Regions from separate parts of the Mus musculus genome. Here region 2 is linked to region 1. The links are chromatin contacts, called in public Hi-C maps. All regions are on one chromosome and are shown on one strand. The core of a region is the stretch at or near the end of the contact, and the rest is flanking DNA. Distances in the headings are between cores, read along the strand shown.

The links. Hi-C and Micro-C count contacts between places; a contact is called where the count stands out from the background.
Region 2: a Hi-C map of liver shows a contact between it and region 1, with 2.7 times the contacts expected there. The contact joins the enhancer-like site here to the promoter of Cyp4v3 in region 1. A contact is called at or near these places in 1 of 39 promoter capture datasets (pre-B cells) and 2 of 484 Hi-C or Micro-C datasets (both in liver).

What each region holds. Positions count from the first base shown.
Region 1 is chr8:45,329,111-45,335,987 of GRCm38.p6, reverse strand. It overlaps Cyp4v3 (cytochrome P450, family 4, subfamily v, polypeptide 3), which reads left to right and starts at 2,825. Exons shown (of 11, transcript NM_133969.3): 1 at 2,825-3,223. The coding sequence starts at 3,010. All of the region lies in intron 3 of Gm30504 (a long non-coding RNA gene), which reads right to left.
Region 2 is chr8:45,616,839-45,623,715 of GRCm38.p6, reverse strand. The region is part of intron 1 of Sorbs2 (sorbin and SH3 domain containing 2); the gene reads right to left. Among named protein-coding and RNA genes, the nearest start is that of Gm16351, 15 kb to the right of the region's middle. Within about 2 kb of position 2,470, at least 21 of the 459 cell types and tissues checked have an H3K27ac peak or open chromatin away from gene starts, as enhancers often do. A contact at or near this core is called in liver, where this site is marked.

The DNA.
Region 1 (6,877 bases), core at 1,576-4,075:
ACTCCCAGGTTACAAGGCCACCCCCTGCCTATCCACCACCAATGCAGAGGAGAGCAGAAGTTAAGTTTATGATAGGACTCCCAGCACCAGACAGTTATGTTAAAGGCCACAGGAGCTTTCCAAGTAGATGCTTGCACATGTACTCCCTGTTTGCTGCTTACTATAAAGTTTTGCCCCAGTAGACATTCGGGGCTTCCCCCACCTCTAAAACAGTCCTGCATGGCGTTGGGGGTGGGGTGGGGAGAGCCTGAGCCAGCTAGAATAGAATGAAGACACTGCTGTGAGTTGCATCAGATGGGCTTCTGTGTGTGTTGTTGGGGATCACTAACATTTCCCTGGCACAATAATATCTATTTTGCTCATCTACAAATCAACAGATTTCCCCATCCCTTAGGACGAATCTTCAATGCCTGTCCTCCTTTATGCAACACTGACAAAGCTCCTACACTTGGCATCCAGTCCCTGTCCGTTCTCCCCACCTCCCTGAAAATAGACAGTGCTCTTTGGAGGGACCCTGAAAGTGTGGTAGAGCTCACACCATTCCATGTTTGGAAACTTGCCTTTACCCATATCCCTGTTTGTCCCTTACTGAGACACGCCCCAAGCTTGTTTGTGAAGAGATGGGTTTATCTTACAATTCCCCTTTGTCCACAGAGATTAGCAGCAAATCACATAGAGGCATATCTTCTACTCTTATAGCTGTAATTGAGCCTACAGCTCAGCCTCAGTCCTTTTAGGGCTCCCTTTAGAGGGAAGCAAACTAAAGCTCACGAGACATACTTAACAGCAGTAAGTAAACACGATATTTCTGTAGAATGCCTGAAAGTGATTCAACAACGCAGAAGGAAAAAAACAAAACAAAAACAAAAAAACCAAAACCAAAAACAACTCTTCACTTTCTGCCTCCATACCTGCCTAGTGTAGTTGCAAAGAAAAGTTTTCATTATATTTATGCATTCGTAGATATATTGGTGTATGTGCATTATAGCCATGGAATATAATAAATACAGTAAATCGATAAACTTCTTATTTATTTATTTATTTATTTATTTATTTATTTATTATAAGTACACTGTAGCTGTCTTCAGACACTCCAGAAGAGGGCGTCAGATCTCATTACAGATGGTTGTGAGCCACCATGTGGTTGCTGGGATTTGAACTCCGGACCTTCAGAAGAGCAGTCGGGTGCTCTTACCCACTGAGCCATCTCACCAGCCCCAATACACTTCTTGAAAACAGGCAATTTTAAGGACAATTATATATTAGCATATCACCGAGCACTTCTGCTCATAAGCATATGTACTGAATGGAAATAATTGAGTCAAAAGATATCAAAGAGAAGGAATATTCATAATTATCCACAGCATATGAAGCATCTATATTTATATTACTATGTTTTATGAAATATATTAATGTTCTACACTAGTGTGGATACATACACTATATAACATGCTACTTTGAATACTTACGATAATGTAACAATGTATATTTTGCTTCGTCATTTGTTTTCTTTTGCTCTTTCACTTAATGTTTTATGAACTTCTTTTCCTGACAGTACACACCAGATGGCTCTTTTGTAAAAAGTAACTGCAGGGGTGGGCAACATGGCTCAGCTGGCCAAAGAGCTTGACACCAAACTTGACCACTTGCGTTTGAGCCTCCAAAACCACATGGTGGGTTGTTGTCCTCTGATCTCCATGCTTGCATACAGTTTAAAAAGAATGTAATACGTTTTTAAAAATTCAACTGAGGAAAGCCCTAGATGTGCTTTCTTCAGGTCCCAGAGGCCACACGGGTGTTTGTGGGCACACCATGCAGTCTCTGTATGAAAATAACATTCTCAAGAAAATGAGAATCCAGGGCATCTGTGGATTTCAACTTTCTTGGCACTCTCCCCAGTGTGCAGTAGGCAAGGGCACTTCTCATCCTGCCCTTTGGTAAGGACAATGGGGTGTAGAACAGGGACTCCTGTTCAGGCTGGAGACCTCCATGGGTAGCTAGTAAATAACTTTGCTAGCTTCTTCTTTCTGGCCTTTCCCTTTCTGCAGGCTTGGCATTTTAGCTTCACTTTGACTGTGCCCCATTACTGTTGCCAACCCTCCTCATAGCATGCCTTCTTCCACCCACTTCTGAGCCCCTCCATCCCCACCCTTGTTCTCTCTAGTTCTGGCTTTCCTTGATCAGAGAATGTTTAGGGAAGTGCTAGACTGTGTTCTCCTTTAGTTCTGGTGATTCAGTCTGTCAGCTGACACTCACTGGATACGTGGCTTCCCTAAACTTCTAGGTCATGGGAAGGCGGTTGCTGTGCCGGACCCTGAAGCAGGGGCCAGAGTGTGTCCGGTGCCCCTGGGCAACCGGCCCTGCCCTAGGGCAGCAACTGATGCAGGTTTGCGCAAGGGCTAGTTGAATTTAGAATTCCAAAAACTGCCTTTCGACACCGAGGACTCTTCATTTGAATTTTTTAAAACAGACTGCTTATGAGATCTGTAATCCTTCCACAAAGCAAGGGAGTTGCAAAATTCTTAACAGCCCACATTAGCCGGCCCTAGGGTGTCCGGAACTGGCGATGCGAATTTCTAGTTTCTTCTCCATCCCGAAGCTACCCTAAATTCGACTTCCTCCGCCATCCTCATCTTTCCACACCGTGAGCTTTCACGTGCATTCTGAACTTCAGAGCTCAGAAGTTGTTCCGGTCTTTCGCTTTCGCCTTGAACCCCAGTGGCTGGCGCGTAGTACGCAGACTCGTGCAGGGCATCACAACAAACCTGCGGGAGCTTTCCCCGCCCCCTCGGAAAGTTTGTCCCCAGGGCGTGGTGCAGACGCTACAGATTTTCCCAGCTCCAGAGCTGGAAGATCTGAGAGGACCTGGTGTGCCCCGGGGGTTCTTTTTCCTGAGCCCTGAGCCGGGAGCTTGGAGTTCCCGAATTTGTCCCTCCCTCCTCTGCACCCGGCAGCGACTGGTCGCCACCTTCTCACTGGCAATCCAGAGGGAAGAGGGGAATCAGAGAGATGTTGTGGCTGTGGTTAGGGCTCAGTGGGCAGAAACTATTGCTTTGGGGCGCAGCGAGCGCGGTCTCCCTGGCCGGCGCCACTATCCTGATCAGCATCTTTCCGATGCTGGTAAGCTACGCGCGGAAATGGCAGCAGATGCGGTCAATCCCGTCGGTGGCCCGCGCCTACCCCTTGGTGGGACACGCGCTTTATATGAAGCCCAACAACGCAGGTATGTGTATGTACAAGGAAGTGTCTACTCCGTCTACTACTCTAACTAAGGCTGTTAGGCGCCTCGTCAGTCAGAGACACCTATTTAATGGACTGCTCCCACTCCCTCCCAACTTTTTCTTGCCACAATTGAGGTCTTCACATCCCTCAGACCTGCTAGGAGAAAGAAGAAATCTTCCAACCTCCACACCCCCACCCCTCCAACTCACCCTTACCCTCCAGGGAGTAAGTTCCTAATTCTCCCCATACCCATTTCCACTCTAGTGCCTGCCAAATTGCTTTGTGCCTCCCATCCTATAACGAGCATAGCAAACATACATATGTGTATATAGCATGTGTGTATAGAACAGGTTACAGTCTTTCCAAGTAAAATTAATTGATTGATATGCAGTTAAAATCCTCTTGGCCTTTGTAGATCAATCCTTCTGAGGAAGTCTTTCAAGGCCACTTCAGCAGACTCTACTGCCAAGGGCCTTGAAGTAAATTTATATGGCTAGGTTCAAAAATCTTACTTATTGGAGAGGTTTTTGTCGTTATTGTTGTTGGTGGTGTTTTTTAAACCTGAAATAATTTTAAAGAAATGTTTTATGCAAAAAAATTTTGTTCTTTTGCTTTAGAAAAATACCTAAAGTCAGAAAGTTCTTAAAAATAGTGGTATCTGTGGTTCCCTGTTAGAGATAGTGTATTCAGTCTTAACACTTAATCTTCATGGCTGTGTAAGCCTGGACATCCAGAACTGAGAAGAGACTTCCAGATGGCACATTTTAAAAGAACCTACACCAGATCCTACCTTTTCTTCAGATTAACTATTAATAGTTGTTTTACGGGCTGACCATCAATTTTAAATCTTCTTTAATATAGGTTTTAATATAGTTGCATCTCATTTTATTTTTAAATTTTTTATTGGTTATTTTCTTTATTTACATTTCAAATGTTATCCCCCTTTCCGGTTTCCCCTCCAAAACCTCCCTATCCCATCCCCTCCCCCTGCTTCTATGAGGGTGCTCTCCCACCCTCCCACCCACTCCCATGTCACAACCCTGGCATTCCCTATGCTAAGCATTTAAATCTTCTTAAGATCCTTTATTATCACTTCTGCGACCCAGGACAAAAACTGTCACAACAACTTAACTTGAATAACATGGGACACCATGGGAAAGTTTGTACGAAAATACTATCTAGCAGAAATCCAAGCAAATTCTCGTCACCTAACAATCGGTGTGACTTATAAGAAGTAATCCAACAACACTTTTATGTATGTTAGAACCATGTTGATAAAAACCCATGCTGTTTAGTTGAATAATACTCAAAAGAAAGCTAACATCCCCTTCCACTCTGACACTTGAGAGTCTACCCTAACCATTCCACTGTGAAAATCGCAGAAGATGAAATACAAAACCCAAAATGCCCATCAGGAAACAGTCCAGTGTCTCTGCTATATACAGAGCCCCATCATGTTCAGTAAAATGAACCACCCCAAGACCTGGTAAAGGTATTATTTTTGAGTGTTGGTAAAGAGTTTTTAAAGGAGGTTAGTGAATCTGAGCGGCCCAGATAAGAAAAATTCCTCTTTAACATGAGCAGAATCCTAACACCCTGAGTTCAGAAGAAACAATGCAGAAAGCAAACTGGTGTCTCTCTGAGGTTTTTCTCCAGCCACGTTGGTCATCAGAAGTCCAGGCTTGCCAGCCTTCAGACTTCACTGCTTAGGCAAGCCCTTGGCCTTCCCCCACTTCCTCTTCTCCAGTATTTCATTTTCTATCGCTGGTGCTACTCCTCACAGTCTGGACTGCTCAAAGACTCTAGGGTTCTAATTCAGCTTAGACATTGTCTTGGCACATTTGTCTCAGCACAAATACATTATCCAAAGGTTGACTTTTTGAGGAAGCATTGTGTATGGAATGTGTAGGGGGGTTGTGTGTATGTTCATGCATGTATATGTGTGAAGGTGTGTGTTTGAATATATATGTGTACGTGTGTGTGTGTGTGTGTGTGTGTGTATTCAGTTTTTATTTGCTTGGTTTTTGAGATGGGGTTCCTATGTAACCTTGGCTGTATGTGTGTGTATATATGGGTATGAGTGTATGTGTATGTATGTGTATTTATGTGTGTGTGAATGTGGGTATATGTGTGTGTGTTGTGTGTGAATGTGTGAGTGTATGTATGTATGAATGTGTGTGCATGTGTGTATGTATGTGTGAATGTGTGTGTTTATGTGTGAGAACATTGAAGCACCCTCGAGGAATGAAGAGATCTGCACCCACAAAAGAGAACCTCGAGGCCTCAGTTCTTTGGCACTTGTGTTTCCTCATTGTGGAAATTCTATGTCACCATTACATGTCTGCTGTCTGCTGTCACCATGACACTTCAGACGCTAGCAATGGTTCGGGAGGTGCACGCAATTACAGTGATAATGATACGTGTTTATACATCTTAGTTTTGAACCATTTCTTTATAAACACACTTAATCTGCTCATGATCCTCATTAATATGTCTGAGTGTTTTGATTGTAAAACCATGTGTTATTGTTGTTTTATTCTATTGCACAAAGTGGCCTCTGGAACATTCTAGTGTCTATTTTATTTTGTTTTATTATTTCTCCAGTCTTTTCAGTAAATCACTTTCCATCATTTTAAGGCAATGTCTTCCATAACATTTTCACACATTATTTTTTCTGTAATTTTATTTTCAGTATTTTAGGTGTTAGATATTTTGATCCTTTCTGGTTTTCCTCATTTGGGATTTTAAATGCTTGAGATCATAATTCTACTTGGGGTGGTCTTGGCCTTAGAGCCCCTCCAACTTTTCTCTTGAAAAGTCTCTTATTTTGTAGAAGTCTTAGTGAGTAAGACCAGTTGAAAGGAACTTTGAGCTGCTGCAATTCCTTAAAGTTGTTCTCCTTGGAGTAGGCCTGAGGGAGGAGAACGGCCCCTCACACAGGGATCACTTATTCAGTCAACAAGCACTGGACTTGAGATGAGAAGTGTTGCCCAACTTTCAGTTATGAAACCGACTTGCTTGGATGGTCGCTAAGAACTCTTTGAGCTAAGGGTTCTGTTGTCGCTCTTACTCATTTCGTTTAGAGAAATAACATTTGCAGTTATGTGATCTGAGCCAAATTTCTAGATCTTCATCTAAGATGTACTTGTTTACAATAAGCCTTTTAATTGCCAACCAAGCATTTATTGATGCCCTTTGTACTCAGCATTGAGCTCAGAAAAACTGGGCCTATCAGAACCCGATAAGATACAACCTCTGATCTGAGTGACACTGTCCCTTATACAAGAGTCTATGCCTTTTATGCTGTGGCTAATATCCAGATTCAGGCCTTGGTGACCTCACTCTCAGCATTGCATGTGGACTCCAGTTGGCAGCTAAACTCTTACACTTTCCAGTCTTCTGTGTTAAATAACCAACTTTCCCAGTGGGGCCCAACTTTTGGATCTGATTCCTTCTAACCACAGATTCAAAGGCCACTAACTTCCCATCACATCAGACCAAGGCAGCCATAATGCTAAAGTAAACCAGAATACTTGAAACTAATGAATTGATACAGCCCACAAGTTAAAATACACACACACACACACACACACACACACACACACATACACAGATATACATACATATGCATGCATATGTGTGTATTTCTGTGAAT
Region 2 (6,877 bases), core at 1,221-3,720, 290 kb before region 1:
TTTATGTCTTTTACCTACCACCTAATTATTTATTATCTATCTAGGAGCTAAGTTATACATAAATATATCCATATTTACCATCTATCTTTTGTCTGTCTATTATCTGTCTACCTATATATCTATTATCATGTCTATATATTATCTATCCTCTATCTATCTGTCTCTCTATCACTTGTCTATCATTATCTATTAGCTATCATTTTTCTTTAAATGAGGACAGTGCAAATATGCACCATACTATCACCTTGTGGGTCTTAGGTGAAGGATGTTTTTATCTGATTTTGCAATTCTTTCCACTTTTCTATAGTTTTTAACCTTCTCTTGTCATGCTGCAAAGTTATTTTTAAAGATAGAATAAAATATAGCCCTTGGAATTTTAAGGTTAAGGTAACTTGATGTCATACAACTTCTTAGTAAAGTTGCAAATGAAGATGGATAAACTGCAGACTAACTAAGGTATTATTGCTGTTCCCATTAAAAAGCTATTTCGGTGAGAACTATTGGGGATATTTTGTATTTTCTTGAAAAGAATTCGCTGTTTCCCTATTCTTGCTGCTTCCTGGTGTCTTGATCACAAGCCACTTATCTGCTGATTCCCAAGTTGAACCCCTTCTTAACCTGGTTCCTTCTTTGCCGTAAAACTCAATGAGAGCATTGTTGCTTGGGTCAACACACTCCTGAGCACACCTACGCTAGAGCCTCCATGCCTGGGTTCTACCAAAAGATCTCTTCTCCTGTAACAGAGAAACTCTGTGTAAGGCTCAGTGTGGGGAGTAAAGCTGGAGTGGGGTTTGATTAATGGAATCACAGTTTCATAAAGCATATGCAGAAGTTCCTAATCCCTCAAAACAAACGGAATGGGCTAAAGGTTGCTCCACACTCTTAAGTGTTTCGCCATTCTCACAATGACAGGAATAATGTGCATCCTAATTGGGTCCATGACGGGGAATGTGACAACCACCTTGGATAGGATTAGAAAGTAGATTCGAGATTGAAAAGTCAAGTCAATTAGGTTTGGTTCAAAGAATCCATTCTCTAAGATGCTGTCCTGGAAAATAGAGACCTCTTCAGGCTGTTGGGTTCACGCCTTCATATCCAGCAAAGAATTTTAATTTCCATTAATATCCAGAGTGACAGTCATATGTCCAGCCCCCAACACCCAAACCAGTCCAGCCTACTGAAGGCTTTTCAGAAATCCAAGTACCAAGTAAGTCAAAATTAAGAAAACAATTACAGAAGAACGAACCCTTATCATAGAAGTGGTGAAAATGTTGGTGTTCTTTTGAAAACTTAAAAAAAAAAAAACTTGACATAAGATAATCTACACACATGGCACTACCAAGTGTGTATCATAGAAGGCTATCCCATGAGGAGAAATCAGATCCCTGCCGTTCTGCAACCCTTCCAGAAAGTAGTGGGGAAAGACGGCAAGAGGCCCAGGAAGCAGAGTTAGGAAGGCCTAAGATGCTCTCGGCTACTCTGTAATAACAGCGTTCCTTTAGATATCCCAGCCTCCCCAAGCTCCAGGTTTGCAAATGACTATGATCATGGAAACTGAAAGGGGACCTTCATCGTACAGTCTGCATTTATACATGTCAGTAGGAGCCTGCGGGGATGTTACTCAGTAACAACAAAACTAACCTGTAATTATACTACCCACCAACCTGCTTCCTGTTCTGAGAACTAACCCCTTGAACACAAACAGGTTTTGCTAGGCTCGGCTCAAGGCCAGAGGTCTGGTTCAGTGCACATTGTGAGTTTACGAGATGCTCAGGAGAGACCTGTACCTAGGCTCAGCGAGAGTGACTGTGTTTCCTCATAATCTTGAAAAGTGGCCAGGGGAGAGGAGACTGGCAGCCATTTCTCTCCCGTGGGGGGAACCATACTTTGTTTTCGGGAGGCACTCGGCCACATCTGGAGTGTATCTAGGGTGACCTTTGCCACTTACCGCGATAGCCAGTGGAATCAATGCCTCCCGGGGAGGTGCCAGCAGAGTGCCAAATGCCCAGCTCAGAAGCAGCCCGGGGCTCTGTCGTCCCAGCAGTATTAGATCAGTAAGGAAACATCAGCTTCGGCAAAGGAAGCCTGGCAAGAAACTCTTTAAAACAAAGGCTGCTGGTTTCACCGGAGCCATTGAAAAGAAACCCATGAGAGACAGGGTGAAACTTGGCAGGGTTTGTAAATGCTGAGGAGGCAAAGGCCAAATCCGGAAGCAGCTAAATGCGCAAATGCCCAGAAAAAAAAAAAAAATTTGAAAAGAAGAATGTCTGTCACCTTTTGTCCTTCAGAGATATAAATGATTCTGATATAACACTTCTGATACAAATGCTGAGATTCAATCATAGAAGTAAGAATGAGCCGAAGAGTTACGTCCTATCACATAGGATTCAGGATCCAGGAAAAGGCTTGCCAAGGGCACCATATACAGCTAGGAAAAAGAAAGTGTGTCCTGCTGAGGCCAGGCATGCACTCTACCGCTGAGCTACATCTCCAGCTTGGCCTGTCCTCAGCACCTTTCCTCCATTCTCCAGGCAGCCGGCCTGAGATCTCCTTTTCTGGCCCCAATCCCAGAGGTAGCTTGCAGATGCTGGCCTTTCACCAGGCTCCTTATAGCCTCAGAGATGTGTAATAGTGATCTGCTGAGGATGAGGAAAAGGGACAGTGGATACAGGTAAGCACAGCCAGATGACACTGGCCATGGTGACACAGAGAGCATCTCTCATTGTCACAGACACTTTCATCCAGTGGACTCCTGGGCGTCACTTACATTGAGAGCCACCCGGCTATCTTGAAATAAAGCTCTGCCAAGCTTCATTCCTGGTTGCTCCCTCCTATGTTGCTGGCTTGGCTGGACATCATCAGAGCGAGCATCCGAAGGGCTGATTTGACCCAGTGAAGAAGTGTCCGTTCTAGTGTGGTGGATCACCAGTCCATCAGGGTATCCCTGCTGGTGTCCCGGCAGACTCAAGCAGCTTAGCCAAGGGCTATTCCTCATCCTAGTTTCAAACCCATATGCCAGTGTAATTGATTTTTTTCTCTACTTAACTGAACAAATAAATAGATTGCACAGACCCAACCTTGCTGTCAGCATCCGCTGTAGGGATCTGGTGGGGGACTTAACCTGTTCTGAGCCTTAGGAGATATTATCTAACTCAGGAAACAGTTGTTATGCAAACTAACTGAACTGAAAGGGTCTCATGTGCCCTTTGGTCCTCTGTTTCTCATTGCTATTGCATTGCTATACTGTGAGGAGAACTATGATAGATACAGATGTCTGGAAACTTCCTATATATAATTGTAAAAAGTAGATGAGCATAGAACACAGGTTTAAAAAACAAAACAAAACAAAAAAACCAAAAAACAAACAAAAACCATGTTGTTAATTTGGCTCCTGTTGAGAGGAATGATCAGATGCGGTGTGAATTGCTTTTCTCATTACTGTGATGGACTACCAGACAAGAAGCAACTTGAAGGAGGAAGGTTAATTTGAGCTCACAGTTTGAGGTTACAGTCCATCCTAGTGGGGATAACATGGCGGCAGGGTCATAAGCCAGCTGGTCTCACGAACCCAAAGTCAAAAAGCAGAGAGAAATAAACACTGAAGCCAGCTGGCTTCCTTCTCCCTATTCAGTCCCGGTCCCCAACTCCTAAAAAGGTGTTACCCACACTCTCGATGGGTCTTCCCTTTGCAGGTAAACCTTTCTGCAATTACCCTCAGGTATGCCCAGAGGTGCGTGCCTCCCTGGAGGTTCCAGACCTCACAAATTGACAGGGAGCCTTATTGTTGGCCATCACAAATCCTGAGGACCAGTGGAAGTCATGGAGGAAGATATAGGCACTGGCTATTGGCTGGCGCTGAAGGGTCCCTGGATCCTGCTATGCCAAGTGAAGCTGTTGGAGGCCTATTCAGCCCCAACCCTGCCCTCCCTGTGGTGAATGCTTTCCTTGCCTGCTCATTTAAATCAGTGATTACCTTATCCTCCCTCATAGCCCTCCTGTCTCTACTCCCAGAACCCCTTCATTAAGTATGTGTGGTGAAGAACTTGACTGCAAGAACATCCAGGGGCTGCAGGGGCAGAGCCGCCTCTGAGGGGGAGTTCTCTTCTGAAGCCTGGGTGTCCTTAGGAGCACAGCTGGGGAAGACCAAGGACTGAAGGCTTAAAGCAGTGCAGCCAGAGCAGCACAGGAACACACACATCTCGGGGAGAGAAGTTCTTGAGGTTCCCAGACATGCTTCTGAGGACAGGGGCTGGACATTTATGGACAGAGCCAGCTTTTCCTATAAGATTGTAGCTGCATTTGGACACAGGGTGTTAGCCAGCCTACAGTTGACCACGCTCACACTGTGTCTGTATATCTGCTTGCCCGTTTATGGATCACGATCACTGTCGGCTAGAACGTGGAGTTCTCAATGGCAAGAACCAGCTTGGCTTTGCCTTCAACTTGTTTCCAGCTCAATGAATGCAGATGCAGAAACAGTGAATGATCGGAAAAGCAAGCGAATCCGGAAGAGGCACTGTTGTGTTGTATCTTCCCTGAATGCCGTTCCTCCATCCAATCAAATGTTCCCTTGACTCATCACACCTACCAAGAATAGCATCAGGTGCCAGATTATTAAATCAAGGCTCACATTCCAGGGTAGAGGTGGAAACATAAGCCAATCCCTAGTGATGTCACAATGGGATTTCTCAGAGTAATTGCCCCCAGGGAGCAAAGAGAAAAATCATTTGTCTGTGTTTCATGAAGGGCTGTGCTTGAGTTAGTCCAGGTAGATGAAGAAGGGGGTCACCTCTCTGACAGGCAGAAACAGGGTTTCTATGTTGGGGGAGGTAGCAGACATGACAGTGTCAAGGCAAGAAGTCCCCAGGGAGGTGGATGTAGTTGCAATTTTGGATTGGGCAAGAGAGGAGATTAAGGCTTGCTCTGTATGGTAGAGATGTATCTCCAAGGATTGGGAAGCTACCATGCACCATGGTTCAACTTTTTTTTAAGATGTGCTTTTAATTATGAGTATGTATGTGGTGGGGATGGAGGGCCCTGGGTGGGTATGCATATGGTATGTGTTGTATCTGTATGCATGTGTGTGTGTGTGTGTGTGTGTGTGTGTGTGTGTACACATGCCTGCAGAGGGCAGAGATGTCAGGTTCTGGATCTGGAGTTATTGGCAGTTGTGATTCACTAAACATGGATGCTTAGGAACCAAAATTTGGGAAAATTTACAAGAGCAATAACCACTCTTAACCAAGCACTAGGCCATTTCTCTACCTTTTATATCATAGAATTAAACACACATTATCACCATTACCAACAACAACAGCAACAACAACTCAACAACAGAGATGTGACACCAGCACCTTTTTGAGACAGAGTCTCACAAAAACAAGGCTATCCTGAGTCCTACTTCATATATGTGAACAACTCTGGAAACCTGGATCCTCTTGCCTCCACTTCCCAAGTGGTCAGATGTATGTCACTATGCCTAGCCTATATTTGTATTTTAGAAAGGAGGCCTTACGGAACATTTCCTTGGGTGATTTGTTTTAATTTAGTAATGTATAGGGCTCTATATTTTTTGGCTGCTTTCATTATCCATCATTATTATCAGGTATCTGTTGGATATCTTCTCTATGTAAGGTATTTATTTTAGGTGCCAAAAAGTTCCAACAAAATGAGAAACTCGGATTATGAGCTATACTGATATTTTATGTTCTACTAAAATGAGAAAGAGAAAAATGATCAGCATGCTGCCAGTAAAAGTGAGATGCAGTGTTCTTTTATACACTGGGATTTTGGTTACTGTTTACTGTAAGCTCTTTCTCAAATCCATTAGATTGCCCTTTCCCATCTCTCCCTCTGTGTACAAGAAAGACTTGAAATTATTAGGTGAAGATATTCCTAAAATTCTTCTCATACAGACTTGGACTGTTCTGAATGGCAGCATTCACTGTCTAGTGCTTTTCAAAGTTTGACATTTCAGAATCAATAGACGTAAAATACTGGGGCTGGTGGGAAAGAGGTAGCTCATCAGTTAAGAATGTGGAGTGCTCTTCCAGAGAACCAGGGTTCATTTCCAGGAAGCCACACTGAGCAGCTCACAACTGCCTCTAATGAGCAGCTCACAATTGCCTGTAGTTCTAGTTTCAGGGAATCTAGCATCCTTTTTTGACTTCTTTTGGTCACTTGCACTTATGTGCACATATCACCCCTGCTTCCCATGCCTATATATGTATACCTAAAAATAATTTAATAAGATAAAATAAATCTCGAAGAAGAAGAGGAGGAGGAAGATGAGAAGGAGGAAGCAGAGGGGGAGGAAGAAGGAGAAGAAGGAGGAGAAGAAAGGAGAAAGAAAAAGAAAGAAGAAGGAAGAAAAATAAGAAAGGGGAGAAGAGGAAGAAGGAGAAGGAGGAGGAGGAAGAGAAGAAGATGAGGAGGAGGAGGAGGAGGAGAAGGAGGAGGAGGAGGAGGAGAAGAAGAAGAAGAAGAAGAAGAAGAAGAAGAAGAAGAAGAAGAAGAAGAAGAAGAAGAAGAAGAAGAAGAAGAAAGAAGGAGGAGAAGGGATAATAGAGGCAATAGAGATAATGGAGGCCTGCACCGCACCACTTCACCAACCCTCAGATGCAGTATTTTTTGCTAGTGTTCTGGAAGCCTTCGAGACCCCCAATCTGAGAAACAGTGAGCACCGAAGCACTCCTAAGCCAGTGAGCTGCTTTTCTGTTCAGAATCTTCTTGCCTTTGCTGGGTTTTCTTGGATGGACACAATAAAGATGCTGTGACTGTGACCTGAATGAGACATGTCTTGTTTCCTGGGAGGTTAAATTGCCAACCATGTATTATGTCTTAGCATCATGGAGGTGTGATAATTTATTTGAGAACG